3 separate regions of the Sus scrofa genome follow, and regions 1 and 3 are each linked to region 2. A link is a contact called in public Hi-C data. All regions are on one chromosome and are shown on one strand. The core of a region is the stretch at or near the end of the contact, and the rest is flanking DNA. Distances in the headings are between cores, read along the strand shown.

Evidence for each region. Hi-C and Micro-C count contacts between places; a contact is called where the count stands out from the background.
Region 1: a Hi-C map of liver shows a contact between it and region 2, with 7 times the contacts expected there. The contact joins the enhancer-like site here to the promoter of FGFR1OP in region 2. A contact is called at or near these places in 1 of 5 promoter capture datasets (liver) and 1 of 47 Hi-C or Micro-C datasets (liver).
Region 3: a contact with region 2 is called in a Hi-C map of liver, with 2.3 times the contacts expected there. The contact joins the promoter of SFT2D1 here to the promoter of FGFR1OP in region 2. A contact is called at or near these places in 1 of 5 promoter capture datasets (liver) and 18 of 47 Hi-C or Micro-C datasets (adipose tissue, alveolar macrophages, blood and 10 more).

What each region holds. Positions count from the first base shown.
Region 1 is chr1:2,524,763-2,528,000 of Sscrofa11.1, reverse strand. No RefSeq gene overlaps it. Among named protein-coding and RNA genes, the nearest start is that of MPC1, 15 kb to the left of the region's middle. Within about 2 kb of position 1,935, at least 17 of the 83 cell types and tissues checked have an H3K27ac peak or open chromatin away from gene starts, as enhancers often do. A contact at or near this core is called in liver, where this site is marked.
Region 2 is chr1:2,119,420-2,122,547 of Sscrofa11.1, reverse strand. It overlaps FGFR1OP (FGFR1 oncogene partner), which reads left to right and starts at 1,716. Exons shown (of 14, transcript XR_002342214.1): 1 at 1,716-1,890; 2 at 2,544-2,597. LOC102157461 (a long non-coding RNA gene) reads right to left here and starts at 1,612. Exons shown (of 3, transcript XR_002342227.1): 1 at 1,447-1,612; 2 at 40-646.
Region 3 is chr1:2,575,229-2,578,664 of Sscrofa11.1, reverse strand. SFT2D1 (SFT2 domain containing 1) reads right to left here and starts at 1,850. Exons shown (of 8, transcript NM_001244534.1): 1 at 1,711-1,850. The coding sequence starts at 1,773.

The DNA of each region.
Region 1 (3,238 bases), core at 686-3,185, 410 kb before region 2:
CACTGGCTACATGACCGCATTGCAGCTTCTCTGGTCATTGTTGTGGCTCGGGGCTCAGAGAACAGGTGAGTCAGTCAGCAGGAGGGGCAGAGCTGGGCAGCCATGGACGTTGTCCTGGGTGGGTGGACGGCCAAACAGCAGCCGCAGCAGCAAAAGTGGTGAGGGGAGCGCTCCCCCAAGGACCGTGAGCCCCCAGGCAAGTGGTGGTGCCGGACTGCCTCCTCGACACCTTTCCGCAGCTGAGAGTTTACTTTGCTGCTTCCCACTGCTGTTCCTCCCGGCGGAGCGAGTGGAGGAAGGGCTGGATGGAGAGAGGAGGCGTGGGGAGCAGACACGCGGTCCCTCAGCCCGAGGCTGGGCCCCCGTGGTTGAGAACCAGGGCCTTCTGGCTCCAGGGAGGAAGGGGGGTGTGCGTCTCGGTGAGGGCGAGGCTGCACCCTAGACCCCGCAAATAAGTGTTTCTAGGGGAAAACAAGACAAGTCCCCACAAAGCACAAGGAACGGGACTAGAATCTGATACACAAGAGGGCCTTCCAGGTTCTCCTGAAACACGGCTTCTCGAGTCACCCGTTTCTAACCACCGGTGTGCAGCAGGACTGTCTATCAACTCGGACTCAGGAAACATCCGTGTAAATGCGACAAGATAGTGATTGAGCAGATCGGCTCGATTAAGGTCTGCTTTGCCGGAACTTCTCATGAGGAATCTTTTTACATTATGTTTTTTTAAGAGCCGCACCTGCGGCATATAGAAGTTCCCAGGCCAGGGGTCGAATTGAAGCCACAGCTGCTGGCCGACACCACAGCCACAGCAACGCCGATCCTTAATCCACTGAGCGAGGCCAGGGATTGAACCTGCATCCTCATGGATATTGGGGTTTGGGTTTGGACCTGCTGAGCCACAACAGGAACTCCCTCAGGAGGACTCTCACCTTGGACATTTAAAAGCCTCCGCCTGCCTTGCGGGCCCCCCGCCCCGCTCACTGACCCCCCAGCTCCTTCGATGCCTCTTCTCAGTGATGCCCCCAACCCTGTTGAACTTTGCCACCCCTGCCCCATCCTGGCTGTTTCCACACGGCACCCAGCGCCCGGTGACGGCTGCAGCCTTTGTGCTCGTTGCTTTTTCTGCTTCCCCTCAGCAGGAAGAAAGCTGACAGAGGCCGGAGAGCTTCGTTGGCTGGTCGCTTTGGCGTCCCTCGTGCCTGGTGCCTGGAGAAGAGCCCGCGTCGGCCTGTGGGAGGCGCTGCCCGCTGCGGCTCAGGGCGCTGTCCTCTCCGATGCCCTGGACGCCCTGCTGTGGCCCCTCCTTTCCACGTCCCCATCAGCCATCAGGAGTCCCGGGACCCCGGAGCCAGGGGACACCCGGAGATGCCCTGCCTGCCCGAGGGCCACAGGAGGAGTCCTGGGGGAGGGAAAGGAGGTCTGAACCCCCTGGGACGTTCTGGGGACGGGGACCCGAGGTCCAGCCCAGTGAACTCGGTCTGGACGGCTGAGCCTCCCCGGCTTCTTCGGTCGATAAGCTCGGGGTTGCTGTGAGGCCACCGCGGACCAGCTCACCACTAATCTTCTCAGGGCATGAGCTTCCCGCCTCTGTCCACATCCGTCTTGCAGATTCGACGTGACTCTTGGAGTTCTTTGGATGTTTGCCGGCTGTCAGTGGGGATATTTTGTAACTAGACTCGAGTTTATGCTGTTGGCAAAACCTTCGGCTCTAAAAATGTGTTTTCAAGAGATGTGAGCAGCCCAACTCTGACCTTAATTTCTCTTAAAACAAATCTTCTCTTCAATCTGAGCACGTAACCTTTTCAACAGTTATTTAAAAACAAAACCTGATCCATCCAGTTTCTAAGCCCACAGTTTAAAGACGCAGAGTTTTGAAAGTCGGTGAGTCTCGTCGTGTCCGCCTGAGATCAAAGTTGCCAGTTGCGCAATCCATCCCAAGCCCAAAGCAGAGCCCAGGAGGCTGAGGTCAGGAGCCGAGCTGGCTTCCTATTCCCTCAGGAAAGAAGACTGTGCAATAAAATTCGTGGGAAACCACTGAAATGAATGGAGCTTGCTGCTAACGAGGCTCCTGAGCTGAGTGCTGCTGCTGTTTCTACCACTATAGTAGCTGTAATTTGAAAATCGTGCCTTTTTTTGCCCACGCTCAGGCGTGATAAAAACATGTTTGAGATTATTTCTATGTCCCATATTTATTTAATGTTTTTTCACATCATAGTGAAATGACAAATCTATATTCAAATTGGATCTATGTCATAAATGAGTGCTCTTGAGTTAGACCCTAAATTACAGCCATTACTCGGGAATCAATTAAATAAAACTGCAAAAGTCATGGGCTCTCCATTGAAAGGTTGGTCATACCTGCCGCTGAGAAAAACCGGCAAACATTAAGGGTTAGTGTTGCGTTTTATTTTTTAATTTTATTTTATGGCTGTACCTGTGGCGTATTGAAGTTCCTTGAATCTGAGCCGCAGCTGTAACCTACAGGATCAAAGCAGGGATCAAAGCTGCACCTCTGCAGCGACCTGAGCTGTTGCAGTCAGATCCTTAACCCACTGCGCCACAGCAGGAACTCCAAGGATTCGAGTGTGTTTTGGATTTACCTTCCGGAATATAACCGACGCTCCCCTGGGTCTGCTCCTTACAGGGCTCAGCGCCTGGGCACCTGCTGTGTGTGGTTGTAGTTCTGGTTTATTTTCCGTCTCTCCTGCTGGAAGCCGAACTTCACGAGAGGGAGCCTTGCTCTGTGGCTGCTGAGCCTCCCAGGACAGCGACAGCGTGGGGTCCATGCTCAGGAAACGCATTTTGCTTTAGTGAATCTCTGCCATGAAGGGACCTCTATTTCGTCTGAGTTTTCACACGTCAAGTGTGCAATTACTGTCCCTCTGTAAAAGCACCGACAACCTGAAACACTGGCGCCCCCTCCCGTGTCAGGCCAAGGGAGCTGAGGTCTGGGACGGGACACGTCCTCGCCACGTGGGCGGCGGGGGAGCTGGAACCACGCCCGGCCTCCAACCGGGGATCCCGAGCCCCGAGCCGCCCTCGCACTCGACATTTAAGCACTTCACCCAGGAGGTCACAGACCGGATGCAACACCGGGGATGTGGGGGCCCCAGAGTCGGGAGACCTGGAGGCCGCCCCGCAGCCAGGAGCCCAGCCACGGCTCCTTACACGCCTCGTGTTCTCAGCGTCTTGGGAAGCAAATACGGCTAATGGCCTGGGTTGGCCAGACTCGGGACAG
Region 2 (3,128 bases), core at 467-2,966:
GCTCAAACCGGAAGCACTAAAAGCTAGTGGAGAACACACCTTGGACGCACGTCCTGTCCCAGGGGTTCCCACGCATTGTTGCAGGTGCTCTGGGGAGATACACATTCCGGGGCTCTTCAGGTCCGCCCCAAACGCGGGCAGAGCGGCCTCTGGTGGTTGGAAAACGCCATGGCAGGCAAATCATCTCGGGCGCCGACAGCTGCAGGCTGGCCCAGCTGCAGCAAAGGTTCTGTTTGAAGGGCATAGGGGCTCTGCCGACAGAACTGTTACAGAGGGTCTCCTAATATTGTGAATGCTGCTGATTGCTTTTCAATCCGCTACAACGTTTGCAAGGTGCAATTACCCTTGCAGAGGAGATTTTCATAGTATAAAGATAAAACTCTAACAACATGGGGGAGTGAGAGAATATAAGTACGCCAATTTCCTCATCGCTCATTGCGGGGAGCCAGCAGGTAAGAGGTACTTTTATAAATAATGATTCAGATAAAGTCACAAAATTTTCCCCCGTTGGAACTAAAAGTAATGTAATTTTTAAACTTAGGAGTTGAAAGAGAAAATATATTCTTACCCTTTGAAAAGATACTGTTCGTGGTTGACGGGTCAGGACGTACATCATTTACAGCTATAATGAAAAGAACCAGAAGACCTAGAAAGAAATTGTAGTTGGGTCTACAATACGCAGGTGATAGGTGAGTAGGTAGGGTGGACACAGAGACTTTTAATGTTTCTCCCTTCTGTTTGGATTTTTAACCATTGGTATGAGTTACTTCCACAACAAACAAAACAAAGGCAAATGAGACATGGTCTAATTACAAAAAAAACAACAACAAAAAAACAACTTTCAAACACCCTTTAATGGAATATTACCCAGAAGTTAAAAAGAATGAGGCTCAATCTATAAATATATACATCAAAAGACGTTATAGAAACTCAGTAAGCATAGGCTCCAAATTAGGAGAGTGGAAAAAGTACTTGCGTGTATGTAACGTATCTATGTATAAGGTTGTCTGGAAAGACCTATACCAATTTGAACAGATGCTGCCTGTGGAGGAGGAGATGGGCTGGTCAGGACACCTCGACTTTTACTTTCTTACTTGACAAATAGCATTTGTATCTCACGAGAATCTGCAGACCACCCGTATTCCCTGAGAAAATGATTCCTTAAGACCCGCTACAGACCCACGGAGTGAGAGTCCCGGGGAATTCTAGAATCTGTATTTTCTCCTTTAAGGTAGTTGTGAAACCCCTCACCTTCCCCGTTATTGCAAAACTGTGCGAGCACACAGAGTGTGAAGAACAGCACAACGGCATACTGCATATACCCTTCACTGCGCCGCACCGTGTGAATGTGCCCTCTCGATGAGCGTGCACACCTGCACACACACGCACGTAAGCACATGCCTCTCAGTAAGCGTGCACACCTGTACTCACACATTTCGGCCGCACCTTGGAAAGCAGTAGCAGACTCAGGACCTTGCCCCGGATTCCAGCACGCGCGTCCACAGCAGCAGCCTGCAGGCACACCTGAAACACTTCAAACACCTCTCTTTACCCAACCTCCGCGGCCCGGCCCGGCGCGGATCCCCAGAACCGCGGGTTCACCGCCCACGCCTCTGAAGATCCCGCCCCCGAGGCCCCGCCCACCTGGCGGCGTCCCGAGGCCCCGCCCCGACGGGGGCGGGCCGCGCGCCAGCGTCGGGGGCGTGGTCTCGGCTGCGTGCCTACGCGCCGTGCGGGCTGCGGCGTCGGCCGTTGGCGCGGCTTGGGCGGTTGTCTTGGAGAAGCAAGATGGCGGCGACGGCGGCCGCGGTGGTGGCGGAGGAGGACACCGAGCTGCGGGACCTGCTGGTGCAGACGCTGGAGAACAGCGGGGTCCTGAACCGCATCAAGGTAGGGCGGGAGACCGGGGCCCGGAGGAGGGGAGGCCGGCCGCGCTTGCGGGCCGCGGGGCCTTTGTGGACGGCGAGCATCACAAAGGGGCGCGGGGCGCGTCGGCAGTACCGCCGGGGCTGAGGTCCGAGCCCGCGGGCTCCCTCGGAGCGGTCCACGCGGGGTCAAGGGTCACTCCCGGGGAGCCTCACGGCCCGGCCAGCCTTAGTCGGAGGAGGCCGACCCCGGCGTCCAGTCCCCGGCTGCCCCCACCCCGTCCCCACACGGCGTCCGGGGGTCCAGTCCCCGGCTGCCCCCCGCCCCCGGCGTCCGGGGGTCCAACGCCGCATGCTCCCTGGCTCTTCCCCGCCTTTGGTCTCAGCTGTCGGGCGGCGAGCGTCTCCACCTGTAAATGGACTTACAGAGCGTAAACCAGAGAGGTGGGTGCTGAGAGACACCCCAGGGCAGGATGGGGGACTTGGGAACCACAGGTCCCTTTCTTCACGGCGTCTCAGGACGCTTTCCGACGTGTCTGTGCACCTGCCGACTAAGCACTATCAACCTGCCCCTTTTCGTTTTGAGTTTTGAAATTGCCGCGTGTGCGCTTCTTGTTATGAAAATTGCCTTGATAATTTTTGTTCCTTTCCTCACCGCACCTCCCTCCCTTTTCAAAGGCCGAACTCCGAGCTGCTGTGTTTTTAGCACTAGAGGAGCAGGAAAAAGTAGAGGTATGAAATCGACAAATCGTAATGACTGTGTTCCTTTATGGTTAATTTCTTTTTCTTTTTTTTTTTTTTTTTTGTCTTTTTTGTTGTTGTTGTTGTTGTTGTTGTTGTTGCTATTTCTTGGGCCGCTCCCTCGGCATATGGAGGTTCCCAGGCCAGGGGTTGAATCGGAGCTGTAGCCACCGGCCTACGCCAGAGCCACAGCAACGCGGGATCCGAGCCACGTCTGCAACCTACACCACAGCTCAGGGCAACGCCGGATCGTTAACCCACTGAGCAAGGGCAGGGACCTAACCCTCAACCTCGTGGTTCCTCGTCGGATTCGTTAACCACTGCGCCACGACGGGAACTCCTATGGTTAATTTCTAATTGCCCAAAAACCATTCTAAATGTTGTGTATAGTGGGGCATAGCCAAGGATGATTTTGAACTTTAGTGTTGGGAGAGAGTCAAGATTATTCTCTCTTCGTGTATATTTTAGAGTTTGGGGGTAAAGAAAGTTAAGGCCGGTGCTAAATTTCATAGGTCCCTCTCC
Region 3 (3,436 bases), core at 601-3,100, 460 kb before region 2:
TATGACCTGTTCCCCCAGTTAACATGCAAGTGCCATGTGGGCAGGTCTCTGTCTCAGTCATTGTTAAGACCACGGGCATTCTGACAAGTGCCAAACAGATGCAGGTACCAAAATATCTGCTGAGTGAGTAAAGGGTCACCTCTGAACTCATGGAACTTGTCCATTCCAGCCAATCACTCCAATTTCCATCAGGACTTCCCTACAGTATCTTTCTCCCAACTAGACCCTGGGTTCAAGAAAAGCGGCACTATCACCTGCATGCCCTCCGGTGCAGAGCAGCTCAGGCCAAGAGAACTTCCTGATGGAATGCCCCACAAATGCAGGGTCCTGTGTGACAGCCACTAACACACGTGCCTGCTGAGCACCTGGGATGTGGCTGGTATGACTGAGAAAGGAAGTTGAAATTTCATTTAATTTTCATTAACTTAAATTTAAACAGCCACTTATAGCTATGGCTACTGTTTGCAGAGCACAGATCTATCACAGAATGTAAAGCAGAAGACAGTGGTTTGATAAATGAGGTGGGGGAGTTCCCACTGGGGTGCAGTGGGTTAATGACCCAGCTCGTCTCCATGGTGTTGCCATGCACTTCCAGCTCCGTGCAAGGGGTTCAGGATCCGGTATTGCTGCAGCTGTGGCGGAGGTTGCAGATAGGACTTGGATGTGGTCCCTGGCTGGGAACTTCCGAGTGCCAAGGGTACGGCCAAAAACAGGGAAAAAATTTTTTTTAAAAATCAATGAGTTGGATAAGCCATGGCTATCTAATGTACGTTTCCCATATTACTATTTATGGGTTCTTGTATTATCATTATGATTTACCAAACTCGTTAGAATTCACTTAGAGGAGATGCTTGACTTCTAGGCTTAGAACACTAAGAGCCTACCTAGTCCAGGATCCTGTTCACAAGAAGTGCTGAATAATTATGACAACAAGGAAGGAAGTTAGGACAGGAAAAAAGACAAATAAAAGATCCTTATGTAACATTGTTTTGTTTTTAAATGTTCCACTTTTGTGACAAGCAAACGAGAATTTGTCAGTATGCATATAACAAAAATACTTACAAAGCAGTTCCTGCTGCACTATTTTTAACCCTCTTAGCAGAGGAAGTAACCCTTATCAAGTCTCCTGGGTAAAGCATGGAGACAAGGGTTGCTTTTTTTCTTAAAAAAAAAAAAAAAAAAATCCCTTAACAGGGCTCAACAGACAACTTTTAATTTAGCATTATTTCACTTCTCAATGACCTGCTTTTTTTCTCCCTCCGGTCTCCCTGCTTCCAAAAGACACATACACATTCACAACAGTTCATTTAATAACCGAGGCTAAAGGATGCAATGAAGCTGTAAGATTTCGGCTTCAGCAGCTGGCAGGACAAGTACCTGCACACCTACTGCGCTGCCAGCCCGAGTTCGGAGCCCACACCAGGCGCAGGAAACCAAGCGGAGGCTGGGGAAGAGGAGCACGGGGGCAGAGAGGTTATTTGGGAGAGGGAGACAGATAGTAAAGGGGGTCCCTAGAAGTCACAAGGTCAAATAGGGGGAGGGGGTCCCAAAGTGGGCTCCATGAAAACCTGGAAAGCGCCTCAAATTCTTCCCGGCAGGCGGGTGGCGCCCTCCCGCATCACCTGGGCAGGTAGAGGAGGCCCAGCCGCCCACGCTGCGCGGTCCCGCCCCAGCACACGTTCACCCCGGGGCCGGGCGCCGGCTCCCTACCTGCGCAGTCAGGCCCTGCTCCTCGTCGTCCTGGCCGCTCAGGACCCGCCGCAGCTTCTCCATGGCCCTGCTCCCCGCCGCAGCGGCGGCCACTCACTCCCCAGCCGCTCTCGTTCACCCGGAAACCCGGAACCTGAAACTCCACGGGCCGACCGGAAGTCCGGGTCTTTCGCTTCCGGCGAATCGGAGCGGCCCCTGCGGCCGCCGTAGCAGCGCGCGCATGCGCGCCGGGTTGCGCCGCGGGCCCGTCTGAGCCCTGCGGCTGCGGGCAACCGCGTCGGGCTGCGCCTCCGCGCTGCGCTGGCTTCCTCCTGGCCCCGGGGCGGAAGCGGTCACGCAGGGAAGCGGAGAGCCGCAGGTCACCCGCGCTCGGGTCCAGCAGTCGCTGCCTCCCACCCACGGGAGTCTGGCCCAGCGGGCGCACAGCTCGCGTTTGTTGAATGAATGCACACAACGAACGGGGATCCTCACCTGTGCCTCGGACCCACGTCCGGGCCCGCGGACCCGGGATCCAGTGCCCGGACCTGCGGACCCGGGATCCAGTGCCCGGACCAGAAGTCTGTCCCTGCGGGCCCGACATGGAATGCTGCAGACCCACATCCAGTACTGCAGAGCGAGAACCAGTGCTGTAGACCTCAGGCCCAGTGCTCAGACCCACGTCCAGGACTTTGACCCGATCGACGTCTAGGCCTGCAGACCGAGGTCCAGGGCTCAGACGCGGGAACTGGTTCTGTAGCCTGGAGCTCCAGTGCCACAGACCTGCGTCCAGACCTGACAGCAGAAGAATGCTGGGGGCCAGTGTGAGGGTACTGGCAGGAGTTCGGTTCTGAACTGCAGTTCTCAAAATATCTTTGCTTGAAAGGAGACAGCGGGCAGGCCTTGGGGGCCAGCAGTTCTGTGCTCTGACTTCAGCCCTGCCCTGTGGTGCGGCGTTGGGAGCTGGATAGTTATACTCACCTACTTTTCAAGGTGAAACAAGAATAGATATAACAGTTGACCTTGAACCCTGTGGGGGTTGGGGTTCCGGCCCTCCCTGTAGTTTAGAGTGGGTGTACAGCCTCCAGCCAGCTCTCCATGCGTGTGGTTCGTGCACAGCCTCTTCAACCACATCCTCCGCTCCTCTGTATCCTTGGTCCTGCATCCTCAGGTTCAACCCACAGAGGATCCCACAGTGTTGTAGTATTCACTATTGAAAAAAAAATCCACGTGTAAGTGGCCCCAGGCGGTTCAAATCTGTTGTTCTAAGGTCAGTTTTACTTCAAAATACCTCAGAAGAAAAGGCAAAAGGCTGCCTTATTCCTTTTTCCTTGTGAGAAGTGTTTTTTTTTTTCACTCAGCTCATTTTCCAGCTTTGAAAATGTGGAACCCTGGGGTTCCCCTCTTGGCGCAGCGGAAACGAATCCAACTAGGAACAATGAGATTGCGGGTTCCATCCCTGGCCTCACTCAGTGGGTTAAGGATCCGGCGTTGCCATGAGCTGTGGTGTAGGTCACAGACACAGCTCAGATCCTGCATTGCTGTGGCTGTGGTGTAGGCCGGCAGCTGTAGCTCCAATTCAGCCCCTAGCCTGGGAACCTCCACATGCCGCGGGTGTGGCCCTAAAAGGAGAAAAAGACAAAAAAAAAAAAAAAAAATTAAAAGTGTGAAACCCTACCTAAAGAGGAACAGCTAGTCCAACCCACCTTTCCAATTTTGCACAAACACTGCAAACCTTTGAACTTGTGTA